Regions from separate parts of the Mus musculus genome. Here region 1 is linked to region 2. Evidence: chromatin contacts called from public promoter capture Hi-C data. All regions are on one chromosome and are shown on one strand. The core of a region is the stretch at or near the end of the contact, and the rest is flanking DNA. Distances in the headings are between cores, read along the strand shown.

The links. Promoter capture Hi-C pulls out the DNA fragments that hold promoters and counts their contacts.
Region 1: a contact with region 2 is called in a promoter capture Hi-C map of neural stem cells. The contact joins the promoter of 6030498E09Rik here to the promoter of C1galt1c1 in region 2. A contact is called at or near these places in 6 of 39 promoter capture datasets (epiblast stem cells, frontonasal cranial neural crest, hippocampal neurons and 3 more), 4 of 484 Hi-C or Micro-C datasets (Sertoli cells, cerebral cortex, cortical neurons and 1 more) and 1 of 9 other capture datasets (adipose tissue).

The regions. Positions count from the first base shown.
Region 1 is chrX:38,767,398-38,774,210 of GRCm38.p6, forward strand. 6030498E09Rik (RIKEN cDNA 6030498E09 gene) reads left to right here and starts at 5,383. Exons shown (of 4, transcript NM_183126.2): 1 at 5,383-5,461.
Region 2 is chrX:38,633,474-38,641,112 of GRCm38.p6, forward strand. It overlaps C1galt1c1 (C1GALT1-specific chaperone 1), which reads right to left and starts at 1,670. Exons shown (of 2, transcript NM_021550.3): 1 at 1,505-1,670. Gm52440 (a long non-coding RNA gene) reads left to right here and starts at 1,815. Exons shown (of 2, transcript XR_003953098.1): 1 at 1,815-1,956; 2 at 3,895-4,924. It also overlaps the pseudogene Gm18436.

The DNA.
Region 1 (6,813 bases), core at 4,133-6,632, 140 kb after region 2:
CAAGAGAGTCACTGAATGTTTGAGGTCAGTCTGGACTACCTGTAGAGTTCCAAGCTGGCTTTGAGCTTCAGGGTGAGACTGTCTTTAACAAAAACAAAACAAAACAAAACAAAACAAAACAAAACATACAAAGAGCAAAGCAAAGGAAAACAACCCAAATCAAAAACACAGAATCAGGGTTGGTGAGATGCCTTCAGCAGTAAAGTGTTCGCCGAGCAACCTTACAAGTGTGGGGACCTGAATGCACAGCCCCAGAATGTTTAGTAAATGGCAGGATCAACATTGTAAAAATGGCTATCTTGCCAAAAGCAATCTACAGATTCAATGCAATCCCCATCAAAATTCCAACACAATTCTTCAACGAATTAGAAGGAGCAATTTGCAAATTCATCTGGAATAACAAAAAACCTAGGATAGCAAAAACTCTTCTCAAGGATAAAAGAACCTCTGGTGGAATCACCATGCCTGACCTAAAGCTTTACTACAGAGCAATTGTGATAAAAATTGCATGGTACTGGTATAGAGACAGACAAGTAGACCAATGGAATAGAATTGAAGACCCAGAAATGAACCCACACACCTATGGTCACTTGATCTTCGACAAGGGAGCTAAAACCATCCAGTGGAAGAAAGACAGCATTTTCAACAATTGGTGCTGGCACAACTGGTTGTTATCGTGTAGAAGAATGCGAATCGATCCATACTTATCTCCTTGTACTAAGGTCAAATCTAAGTGGATCAAGGAACTTCACATAAAACCAGAGACACTGAAACTTATAGAGGAGAAAGTGGGGAAAAGCCTTGAAGATATGGGCACAGGGGAAAAATTCCTGAACAGAACAGCAATGGCCTGTGCTGTAAGATCGAGAATTGACAAATGGGACCTAATGAAACTCCAAAGCTTCTGCAAGGCAAAAGACACCGTCAATAAGACAAAAAGACCACCAACAGATTGGGAAAGGATCTTTACTTATCCTAAATCAGAAAGGGGACTAATATCCAACATATATAAAGAACTCAAGAAGGTGGACTTCAAAAAAATCAAATAACCCCATTTAAAAATGGGGCTCAGAACTGAACAAAGAATTCTCACCTGAGGAATACCGAATGGCAGAGAAGCACCTGAAAAAATGTTCAACATCCTTAATCATCAGGGAAATGCAAATCAAAACAACCCTGAGATTCCACCTCACACCAGTCAGAATGGCTAAGATCAAAAATTCAGGTGACAGCAGATGCTGGCGTGGATGTGGAGAAAGAGGAACACTCCTCCATTGTTGGTGGGATTGCAGGCTTGTAAAACCACTCTGGAAATCAGTCTGGCGGTTCCTCAGAAAACTGGATATAGTACTACCGGAGGATCCAGCAATACCTCTCCTGGGCATATATCCAGAAGATGCCCCAACTGGTAAGAAGGACACATGCTCCACTATGTTCATAGCAGCCTTATTTATAATAGCCAGAAGCTGGAAGGAACCCAGATGCCCCTCAACAGAGGAATGGATACAGAAAATGTGGTACATCTACACAATGGAGTACTACTCAGCTATTAAAAAGAATGAATTTATGAAATTCCTAGCCAAATGGATGGACCTGGAGAGCATCATCCTGAGTGAGGTAACACATTCACAAAGGAACTCACACAATATGTACTCACTGATAAGTGGATATTAGCCCAAAACCTAGGATATCCAAGATATAAGATACAATTTCCTAAACACATGAAACTCAAGAAAAATGAAGACTGAAGTGTGGACACTATGCCCCTCCTTAGAAGTGGGAACAAAACACCCTTGGAAGGAGGTACAGAGACAAAGTTTGGAGCTGAGATAAAAAGATGGACCATGTAGAGACTGCCATATCCGGGGATCCATCCCATAATCAGCTTCCAAATGCTGACACCATTATATACACTAGCAAGATTATGCTGAAAGGACCCTGATATAGCTGTCTCTTGTCAGAGTATGCCTGGGCCTAGCAAACATAGAAGTGGATGCTCACAGTCGGCTATTGGATGGATCACAGGGCCCCCAATGAAGGAGCTTGAGAAAGTACCCAAGAAGCTAAAGGGATCTGCAACCCTATAGGTGGAACAACATTATGAACTAACCAGTACCCCGGAGCTCTTGACTCTAGCTGCATATGTATCAAAAGATGGCCTAGGCGGCCATCACTGGAAAGAGAGGCCCATTGGACACGCAAACTTTATATGCCCCAGTACAGGGGAACGCCAGGGCCAAAAAAAAGGGGAGTGGGTGGGTAGGGGAGTGGGGGTGGGTGGCTATGGGGGACTTTTGGTATAGCATTGGAAATGTAAATGAGCTAAATACCTAATAAAAAATGAAAAAAAAAACAGATTTGAGGAAACAGTATTTCCGGAGGATGGAAAGAAATGACTGACTTCAAATGGTAGGCATTTCAGACAAGTGAAGTGAGTACTGGCTGCCTGGCCATAAAGAAGGGGGCCAACGATGGCAGGTGGGACCAAAGTGAGTCAGCTCTCTACAAGAAAGAAAGGCCAAGTGTGGAGACTGGATGAGTATCTATGGTGTTTGAAGAGACTACAGCTTTGTATTCATTAATAGGCCATGCTGTATCTGCAACCAGCACATGTTGTATTAGACTGGAGTAGCAGGACCATATCAATTCCTCCAGGTCACTAACAGCTTGTCTACAGTGGACTGACATGATGCACATTTCTTTCAATAAAGACTAAGATCAGCCAAAAAAAAAAAAGAATGTTTAGTAGAAAGCTCGGTAGAGGGATGCATACCTTGAATCCCAGGGATGAGATGTGAGACAGAGACACGTGGAGAGCCATGGAAACTTGTGGGCCAGGTGGCCTGACCTACTTGATAAAGTTTCAGGCCAGTGAGATGGAGGGCTCCTGAGGGCTGATATAGTTATCCAGTTTTCCATATGCATTGCACACACATGCTTCTCAGTCCGCGTGTACACACATGCCTACATATGCAGAACCTCTCTGCTGGATTCATAATTTAAGCTGACATTTAAAAATCTAAATATGAACATAATTTGCAATGCTATTGAGCAAAGAAGAATGCTATCGAGCAAAGAAGATAGAGCACCCTCTCTTCACCAGAATTGTGTCTTTAAGACATCCAAAAGCATTTTATCTTGATAGTTTAAATATATGTGGAACTAGAGCAGCGGCAAACTGGAAGCTACTACATATGTATTTGAAATCTGTCATTGCGCATTCAATCAGTCCTTATGAGATGAATATATTCTAGGGGTTGTTATGGTAGTTAATTAGCAGTTAGTTACAAGTAGATGTCGCCCATTTTCTTTAAATCTAGGAAATAGGAAATAAACCATGGAATGAAATGTGGTTTCTTTTTTTTTCTCTTATTTTTTTCTATGTCTTTTTTTCCCCTAAGACAGGGTTTCTCTGTGTAGCCCTGACTGTCCTGCAACTTGCTCTGTAGATCAGGTTGGCCTCAAACTCAGAGATCCACCTGCCTCTGCCTCCCAAGTGCTGGGATTAAAGGCATGCACCACTACTATTCAGCTATGAAGTGTGATTTCTTATGTGTAATTTCTTTTCCTCCCTCCCTCCATCCCTCCCTCCCTCCCTCCCTCCCTCCCTCCCTCCCTCCCTCCCTCCCTCCCTTCCCCTCCCTCCCTCCCTCCCTCCCTCCCTCCCTCCCTTCCTTCCTTCCTTCCTTCCTTCCTTCCTTCCTTCCTTCCTTCCTTCCTTCCTTCCTTCCTTCCTCCTCCTCCTCCTTTGTTTAGTGCTGGAGATGGGGCTCCACCCTATACTCTTGCTTGAATGGTGCTTGACCACTGAGCCACACCTTTAGTCCTCTAAATCTTCATCAAACTACCTAATTAGTTTATGCTTAGCTTTGTTAGTGTGTTGTTGTAAAACAACTAACAGCAGCTGTTGTTAGCTCTTTGAGCATCCTCATCCATCTGAGGCCAGTGTGCCATGGAATTTCTGAGCTCTACTGTGGGGCTGCTCATCAATTCTAATAGTCCTGTTTGTCCCCAAGTTTTTGCCTACCCTGAGACTGATGGAAGGTCCAGCTTCACAAGAGGAACAAGGATGAGGGTGTCTGTTTTCTGGTTGCCTGCTGAGCTTGAGGGTGCTGAGCACAGGAAGCCTGGAGCAAACCAACACCTTGGATGCAGTAGAGACTTGGTTAGGGTTAGAGTCAGAGTCAGAGTGCTGTGACATGCAGTCTTCTGGCTTCGGCTCCTTAATGTTTGGAGCACTCCAAGATGCATGACCAGAGGATGCCATGCCCTTACTCCACCTAGTGTGTGCTCGCTGTCATCACTGTCATCTCTCTGGCATTTGAAGCATCTTGGAGTTTTTAACCAAGAATTCAAAGAAGGCAGTGTGTGTGTGTGTGTGTGTGTGTGTGTGTGTGTAATCAGAAGTAATTTTGTTTTGTACATTTTTTTACTGAATATAAAAGCAGAAAATTAAAATTATAAATCATAAGTATGAGACAGTTTATCGGCATCTTTCTCTGAATTCTCCAGAAATAATCACAGTTAGCTTTGGTACTCCCCCCCTCCCCCCGCCAGAGAGTCTGCTTGTCAGTATTCATGACAACTGCGTTTCATGTGAGAACTGTATTCCCAAGGGCTCCACATAAGTAGAAATTTGCCCTATTCCAGATCAGTCTTGACAAAGGAAGGCCAGAATTCCTGTCTATCAGCTAAAGTGGTGCCACCATGTGGCAAAAGCAGAAACCTAGCATATGATTCACTTGGCTGTCAAGCTTTCAAGCTCCACGGTGGTATTTGAATTTAGGGAGACTTGCAGTATTCAATAGTACATAAGCCAGGTTGAAAATATATTATTTCCTATTATTAGAATTCAAATGTATTTAAAATGTCATTATATTGTGCTAACTTTATGAAAGGGGGTCATGTCAAATAAAATCCAGCCCCGAATTTTCTTTATAAAATTCAGACAACATATTTTGGACATTCTCTCATGTAGTAAACGCACTTTTATCTCTTCCTTTTGAAAAGCTATGACTTATTTTAGTACAGTGGCGCATTGTAATTCATTTAAGTCGTCCATGACATTGATGGCTACTTCTTTCCAAGGACATGATCTCCCTTGCTGCCTTGCCCTTTTGCTATCAGGTTTTCCCTCGCTTTCAGGATTTCAGGATACTGAACAATGCTATGTTGTTCTCCGTGTCAGTGGCCAGAGTAAATCAACCTTCTGCCACCTGGGGACCATTCAAGCTGAAATCACGTGCCCTTTTCCGTTCCCAGCATACTTGATTCTGTCGCTGAACAGGCCTTATCTGTGCCTACAAGTGGGCTTGTCAGGAAGCAGGTGCTGAGACAGCAGTTGCTATCTAGGAACTCAACACCAGAGAACCGAAAGGACGCAGGATCCAGCAGAGGAAGAAGCTTGGCCGGCTTAGCAAACAGGCTGTGGAGCAAGGACGGTTCATCAGAACTGTCTTGGGTAAGTCTTTGTTCAGTCATTGGATTCTGACCACCCGAGGTGGGCCATGAGCTCAGCTGAGGCACTTCTTTGCAACTGAGACAGACCCGAAAGGAATGGAAAACTCCATGTTGTCCCACAGCTGAGTGGACGTTGTTCTACAAAGTGGGATCTGAGCAGCACATCTTTGTCACTCCTGTATCTGGTCTCTTACATCCTTCCATGTGCATAGTAGGTGACTTTGGCAGCTTGAAGGATTTCCTATCTGAAGTCTAGCTCAGGTCTGGGAGTTTACAATGGGAAAACAGGTCCCCCCACCCCCAGTGTAATGTAAAGGCGAATGGCAAACAGTTCCCCGCTGGGACAGATACGAGGCTGAGGCTTATCACTGTCTGTTTTCCACCCGGGGTGAAAGGGATGGGGGAAGAGAGAAGCATTTCTTGCTGCCTTCTATGTGTGCCCTGGTACGGAGTGACACTCAAGGGATTCTGCTCGATCACTTCTTCATCTCATCGCTTCCCTTCAAGCTTCCTTAGGCCTTTATTTGAAAACCAGACGCAAGGAGATCATAGCCTCAGGTTCTAGCCAAAGTGTCACTAGCAGTTGCCTGAGAGAATCAAGCTGGGTCCCACTTCCTGTATAAGATGGTGCCTGTGGTTTTTCCAGTGCTTCAAGCAGCAAAAGAGTCAGAGAGAAGCCCACAAGAGCACCAAGCTACCAACCCCAACATATATGTAGAGGATCTGGTGCGGACCCCTGCAGGCTCTGGGAGTGCCACTTCAGTCTCTGTGAGCCCCTATGAGCCCTGCTTAGTTGATGTTCATGGGCCGCTTTCTCCTGGTGTGGTGCTCCAAGGAGAAGGACCTGATGGAGGGCAATTTGGGCTCTCTCTGCACGTAATGTTTGGCTGTGGGTCTCTGCACCACCATTAGCTGCTGGTGGGAGCCTGTACAGATACTTTTAAATATAGGTTTGGGGGATGCCAGCTCAGGTCCTTACACTTCCATTTACTTAGTGAGCCATCTCACTGGTCTCTAGTTGGGAATTTTACAGCTTAGATCTGTAGCTCTCTCTTTCTCTGTCAGTCTCTGCATCTCTAGCTGTCTCTTTGTCTTTCTGTCTCTCTCCCCCCATGTGTATAAATATTGGAAAAGAGAATCAGCAACAGCATTGATAACCTTTGGCTACCTCTTGATTACATACAAAAGCTCACACCTTCTTGCCTATGCAGTTTGAAATTTCAATATAAAAGTTATAAGGAAAAGCAAACCAAATCAACCGCAATGATACTGTTCTCAAGATATACATTTGGAGGCTGGCCATGGCAGTCACACCTTTAATCCCAGAGTTTGAGAGGCAAAGACAGCCAAATC
Region 2 (7,639 bases), core at 420-2,919:
AAAGGACCTTAGAAGCTGTTACCTGAGGTCATTTCTCTCATTTAAAGAATATGTCCAGTTATGTGTCAATTTAAAAAAAATGGGGCTGGAAAGATGATTCGGTGGACCTGAGTTTCCTGAGGACCTGAGTTCCATACCCAGTGCCCATATAAAAAGCTGGGCAAGGCAGGAAGCCATGTCTAACCCCAGCACTGTGGGGTTGGAGGCAGGAGCTCATTGGGGCCTGCTGGCCTTCAACATATTTCCTGGTTCAGGAAGAATAAAGGGGAGAGTGATAGAGCAGGCTACCAAATGTCTGCCCCATCTGACCTTAATACTCAACGCTGGGACCCCCTCTAGTGTCACACAAAGACTTCTTTTAAATGGGGAAATGGAGAACCATAAAGGTTAAATAGCTGATCTAAAGTCACAAAGGCTATCAGTGGTAGAAGTGACCTATAAACGCGACATGTGGATCTAGTAAACATAATTGATGCTTGCACCAAATTTTCCCATAATGCTACAAGGATACTACACTGACCCTGTCTCCCCCCTTCCTGTCCCCTTTTCTAAGATGTGAGATAGGGTTTCACTATGTATCTCCAGCTGATCTTGAACTTGTGATCCTCTCGTTTCATTTGTCCATGTGCTGGTATTACTTGTGTGTGGCAACACTTCTGGCTCCTATTGTTTTCTTATAAAAGAAATGAACTTTGACTTTTACCACAAAGACAGCTGTTTGAAGGACAGGTGCAGTTTCTAAGAGTGTGTGGGGAAGTGGGTGGGGGAAGGCAAGATGGTAGTTTCCCTCTGTAATCCAGAGAACTTGGTCAATAAACACTTCCCATAGGAAAGGAGAAAGAACAGAAAAGCTATGCCTCAAAACAGCATTGTAAAGTTCACCTTTATATTACTTGTTATAATTGCAGTTCTTATCACATGATCATTATTTCTGGCCAATACTCAACAATCCAGACAAGTACCTTCATATGATTTTGTGTCAAAAATTTCCAGAATTTTTCCTCCTAACGGCAAAAATACTATTAAAACTCAAAACGTCTACTAATTCTACACAAAATTATTTGTACAAATTATCCTAACATTTTTTTTTCTCCGCTGAGGAATTAAAAAAAAAAAAGTAACACCAACAATCCGCACGATGGGATATTTTTGTACAGAGGAGGGAACTTAAAACGCACACACAAGAGAAAGCAGAAAGTATGTTTTTGCGACAAACTTTCTTTCTTTTTCTGTTTTTAGAAGGAGAAAGTGGATGGAGATCAAAATGGAGACTGGGTACCAGGATGGATATCAGTGTCCCACTGAAGGGCCAAGGGAGAAGCTCTCGGAAGGCTGCTTTCCCCACTCCCGCTGGGTCCTCCCGCCGCACCTGCCAAGGCATCCCTAGTGGAGCATGCTGGGAACGGGCTAGGGCCCAGGCTAGGGCCCTGGCCTTCCCAGGGGAGGGAGGGAAGCAGTAGCTCTGGGTTGTGCTTGAAGTGGGGGCCGAGGTTTTGGCACTCACCGCATCTAGAACGGCTCCAGGGCAGGAAAGCGCTGCCTCACGAGGCTTGGACGTGAGAGGTCCAAGGCCCACTCTGTTACGCTCGGAACCAGGCTGCTCTAGACGCAGGCGGTATCCTCTCGTTGGTGTCATTAATGACGGAGCAACAGAGGAAGCTGACGAGGGTGGGGGCGGGGCGGGGCGGGGTGGGGCGGGGCGAGAGCTGGGAACGGCGTGGGGGGCGGGCTCCGTGAGACTCGGAAAGGGCCCGCCCCGACATGCTCAGCTGTACCCAATGGGATGCCCCGAGGGGCGTGCGTGTTTTAAGGCCCGCCCACGCTCCCTTCCTCGGTCTGCCTACGGGCGTGGAAACTGCCGGAGTGCGGAAGAGAGCTGCTGCTTACCTGATGTAGATTTCTAGATCATTCCTCTAACCTACTCTAATGTGTTGGTACCCTTGTGGTGACAAGAAGGTAATTCCTCCCAGTATTCCTGGCCTGGAACCAAAATGCAAGTCATTGAAATTGTCATCGCTTTGGGGAGCAAGAATTGGCTGTGGTTACACGGGTGGTAGGTTTCGAAGCCACATAGCCTAGAAGTGATCCTTCAGCCAAGTGCTTTGCTATCCTGGAGAAGTGACTTCATTTTCACGCTGCCTCTGTTCCTTCCTTTGTTGTGTTTGGAAAATATCTCACAGGTTATCAGTTAGTGTACATAACTCCCCTAGCAAAAGGTGAAGTGTAAAGTAAGCATTCAGTAAATGTTGGTTCTGTGTATTCCACCCTGTATTGCTAGCAGATAGTGCCAGGATGCAATAAGCAAATATTTGAGGAGTTAATGAGTGTTAGAAATACAGATGGAGAACCAAGCCCAGTACAGGATAAGGGGTGCTTTCAAAGGGCTAGCCAATAAGTCAAATGCAGAGTTGAGTGTAGACTCCAGGTCAAAGTAGGACTACAGAACCCCCCAATAAATACCTAGTCTCATTTTTTTTGTTTGTTTTGTTTTTTGTTTTTTCGAGACAGGATTTCTCTGTATAGCCCTGGCTGTCCTGGAACTCACATTATTATTATTATTATTAACAGAAATTATTATTCTGTAGACCAGGCTGGCCTCAAACTCGGAAATCCACCTGCCTCTGCCTCCAAAGTGCTGGGGTTAAAGGCATGCACCACCACTAGCCGGCATACCTAGTCTCTTGAAGTGCTCTTTTGTAGCTGGTGCTATTCGGTCACACTTGTAATGCCAACACTAGGGAGGCCAAGGTAGAAGGACTAGCAGTTAAAGGCCAGCCTTATAGCTATTCAAAAGGTTCTGTCACTAGATTTGGTTCGGGGAACACCGAGAAGTGACTTGGGCCTGAATTCCTGGAAACTCATACATTTGAGTGGTGACTGGCAATGCCTTAAGTACAATGGAAAGTTCAGGAAGTCTTGTAATGACATCTAGATTGCAAGAAATTACTATTCTGGCAGTAGTATCTTAATCGGGGTGTCATATTCCTGACAAACCTTGCTTTTCTTTTTTTGGGGGGTGGCATGTTTGTGTTTGAGCTAAACACATTCCCAGTGTTCAGTGCTGTTTACAAGGCAAAGACAAATGGAGTGGTTCTGTCTGTGTCCTGCACATATTCTACACGGGCCTGGTTTTTCTGCAGCAGGCCTTTGAAGAGGGCTTTGTCTTTGTGCTATGCATTAAGTGCCTTTCCTTTTTCCTCTTCACGGCTGGCATCCAATTTATCCATATCACAAACAAACAAACAAACAAAAAAACCAAACACCACCTCATATTCTTCCACAAACTCTTTGGCCCACATCTTCCTCATCTTTTCCCTCAGCATCTGCCTTCTGTTTCTCCAGAGACTTGTGAAAGTCATGAATGGGAACACTGTTGGACTACTTTGTTTCAGTCTCTCCAGTAATCCCTTCTCAGTGGCACTGTGAATATCAGTGCCTCTCCCCTCTCTTCTCTTCTTCCTTTTTCCTTTTTTTTTCCTTTTTTTTTTTTTTGCCCTCTTACTCAAAGGATCAGCTGTCCTCCATTACAGTGAAAGTTTTCTCATTTGAATTAGGTACTGGGTTATTTTTGCCAAATCTCTATTTACATTTGTGTTGAATGAAGCCCGGCCAGTGAATTCAATTTTCATCTATTCATTTCCAATGCTTTCTCATAGATTTCCTAAACTGGACTCATTCCCAGAGACGGCTAGGAAAAGTTCCTCGTTTTATAGCCTTCTACGGCCAGCACTGCCCTCTCTCTTTGCTGGTAGCACACTATTTGACAGGGAGTGAGTGTTGATTCTTTTTTTCCTCTCTGTGTGATTATGTATAATTAAATACTTATGTTAGCAATGAAAATCAACACATGGTGCAGCCTTATAAAGATTGAAACAACTGAAGTTTCCTTTGTAGATTGAAACGAGTGGAATTTCCACACCAGTGGGAAGTTGAAGACAGATCAAGAGCACTTTGTCTACTGCTCATCCCTTAGCCAGGTCGTATAGGTGAGATGCAACCGGCAAGTGCTGAAAATGAACAGACACAAAGGTTTACAAAACAACCCTGAAACCAAGACTCTCAAGCAGTATTGAAGTTTCCTCTGAAGAAGAAATCCTCATTTTATAATCTTTCAACGCACTATCCTGGATAATTTCTTTGCCGGAAGAATTTTGTTTTTCTTTTTTGCTGGAAGAATTTTGTTTTTCTTTTTTGCTTTCTCTCTCTCTTTCTCTCTCTCTCTTTCTTTTCCCATTTTTAAGGATTAGTTTTCAGCCTGCCAATAGTGGTACATGCCTTTAATCCTAGCAGTCAGGAGGCAGAGGCAGGAGGATTTCGTGAGTTCGAAGTCAACTTGGAAAAAGAGAATTAGTTTTCTTTTCCTTTTTTTCTTTTTTAAAGATTTATTTAATATATGTGAGTACATTGTTGCTGTATTTAGACACACCAGAAGAGGGCTCCAGATCTCATTACAGATCATTGTGAGCTACCATGTGGTTGCTGGGACTTGAACTCAGGACCTCTGGAAGAACAATCAGTGCTCTTAACCACTGAGACATCTCTCCAGCCCCCTTTTTGGTTTTTCAAGACAGGGTTTCTCTGTGTAGCCCTGGCTATCCTGGAACTCACTCTGTAGACCAGGCTGGCCTCAAACTCAGAAATCCACCTGCCTCTGCCTCTGCCTCCCAATTGCTGGGATTAAAGCCAGTGCCACCACTGCCCACCCAGCCCTTGGTTCTTATTTCTAAGGAACAAAATTGCTTGTTTCATATTGTGTCTGGACAGCATCACTGGCTTCATGGTGCCAATAGTTCAGCATGCAGTACTGGTGGGATCAGGCCCAAGCCTTGCTTTTCTCATTTTGTTTGTATAAGATCCAGTGCACATATATAGCTTTGCTTTAAAACTTTCAAGTGTCTGTGATGATTAAACTTGATGGGACCTAGAAGCCTCTAGGTGATTAGTAAAGTGTGTGTGTGTGTGTGTGTGTGCGTGTGTGTGTGCGTGTGTGTGGTGTGATGTGTTAGAATGGCAGGCTGCGTCTCAACAGCACACTAGGCCAAGACAGTTCCACATGAAAGAGGTTTTATTGGGAGAGAGAGAGAGAGAGAGAGAGAGAGAGAGAGAGAGAGAGAGAAGGCGACAGCAGAGAAAGAGTATGGTAAAGGTGGGAGGTGAGCCAAGTGAATGGTGGGAATATGGTGCCTGTTGCCTTGGCAACTGGTCTTCAGGTCACATGTCTTGCTGTCGCCTATGAGATATCATAAGTTTGGGATGTCCTTATGCCAACAGTGTGTGTGTGTGTGTGTGTGTGTGTGTGTGTGTGTGTGTGTGTGTGTGAGAGAGAGAGAGAGAGAGAGAGAGGGAGAGAGGGAGAGAGAGAGAGAGCACTAGCATTTCCAGAGAAGATTAAGAGGGCAAGGTATGCCTCTAAATGCAGGTGCCATTCATGCTGTGGGCCTGGGTAACTAATGTGTGCAAGGCCCTGGGTTCAGCCTAGTTCTGCCAAGAGAAATAGGAGAAATAGCAGTGATTAGATTGGCAGAATGTAATTACTGCAGATGACTCATGGATACTATGAACTTCATACTACTCTCTATGTTTCTATGTATGTTTTAAAAATACTCATAATTAGGGGCTGGCCTGGTGGGGCAAACCTTTAATCCCAACAGTTGGGAAGCAGAGATAGGGCATTTGAGATGGTTGTGAGCCACCATGTGGTTGCTGGGGTTTGAACTCAGGACCTTTGGAAGAGCAGTCAGTGCTCTTAACCACTAAGCCATTTCACCAGCCCAGCCTGTATTGTTTTGAATTTACAGAGATACTATTTTTGCCTTCCAAGTTCTGGGATTACAAGCATGAGTGGTGTCTGTCTGAGCACTGTTTTGTTGTTGTTGTTGTTGTTGTTGTTGTTGTAGGGTTTTGTTTCTTGCTTTTTCTGTTTCTCTCTGTCTCTCTCCCCCTCCCTCTGTGTGTGTGTGTGTCTATGTGTGTTTGTATGTGTGTACAGAGGGGTTTGTACATGCTTGTGGAGGCCTGGGGTCAACTTTGGGTGCCATTCTCAGGAATGCTATCCTCTCTCTCTTGAGATGAGGGTTCTCATTTGCCTGGATGTCACCAATTTAAAAAAAAAATAGCTGGCCAGTGAGCCCCAAGGATCCTTCTAGCTTCACCTCTGTAGTTCTGGGAATGCAAGCTCATAAAGCCATGCTGTTGTGTGACAGACTTTTACTGGAGAGATGCAACATGCGCGCACGCGCGCGCGCGCGCACACACACACACACACACACACACACACACACACACACACAATGGAGAAATCTTTCTTTGCTGCATTTCAGCTGTTCCGAGTTTTCTCTCCAGACGGTTGTTCACTGGTTTTTCTACTGCTGGGGGTGGTGGGAGAAGCTTCCTAGTTTCTGTTCTCCCAGGCAAGACCTTTTGTTTACCTATGTAGTCGCCTGAGCCTCTCCCTCCCTCCTGGAGGGCATACTTCACTTTAGAGGGAACTGCCATTCAGCCCAGCCTTGACATTTTTAGACGGAGTTCTGGGCATCCCACTCATATGCTTGTAAAACACACTCATCATGCTTATAAGACCATGGAGCCACAACCCCCCATCATTCTTTTATCTTTGAGACCGAATTTCATGTAGCCCAGGATGGCTTAGGATTCTTGAAGTTGAGGCTTGCCTTGAATTCCTGATCTCCCTACCTCCACCTCCCAAGCACTGAGAGTACAGGTTTGGGTCACCACGCATACCCCTGAACTCTATTTTTAAGGAAATATATACATCTTAGAATTTTTACTCCTTTTCCTCTCAGTAGATAATGCCTTAAAAGTAGGAAACTCCAAATATCCCACACCAAATATTAAAAAAAAAAAAAGAAAGAAAAAGGAGACAAAGAATAAAGGGTGTTAAGAAAACTATTTTGACATTCCAAAAGCATGATTTCTTAGGGACATGGTGAGGTGGAATATATTTGAAAAAATGATAAGTCTTCTTATTATTCTATAAGATCTAAAGGAAGGAATGCACAATGAAATCTCTAAATTGATGACTATATTCAACTGTGACTAATTCAAACCTGGTTGACGAGGGGAACAAGCTTTAAGGAAGTTTCATGGGTGTGGGTTTAGTTATATTCACTGGTAGCTATAAGCATTGCTTGTAGCTGTTGCTCTGAAACTACTTACAGGTATTATGAAGTCCTTGCATGGCAAAGCTGGAGACATTAAGTACATTGCTAAATATGTAGATGACTTATAGATGCAGATTTAAGGGCATGTAAATGAAATATGTTAATGACTGGAGTTCACTGGAGTAGGAGCCTTGGATAAAAGTATTTTCTTCTCTGGAAATATAAGTGCAAAACATAGGCAAATTCCCTAATGCCATTCATTGATTTCAGAACACCCATCATATCCAAATTCTTAAGTCATTCTTATAAAATGGTGTACTATTTGCATATAATTTGCTCATATTCTCTTGTGAACTTTAAATCATCTCTAGATTGGCTATAATAAATAATACATTGTAAATAGTTCTTGTACTGTTGAGAGACTAATGACAAGAAAAATAGCCTGTATTATATATTCAGTTCAGCACTGATTTTTTTTTTGAGACAGAATCTCAGAACTCCCAAAGGAGACAATTGCT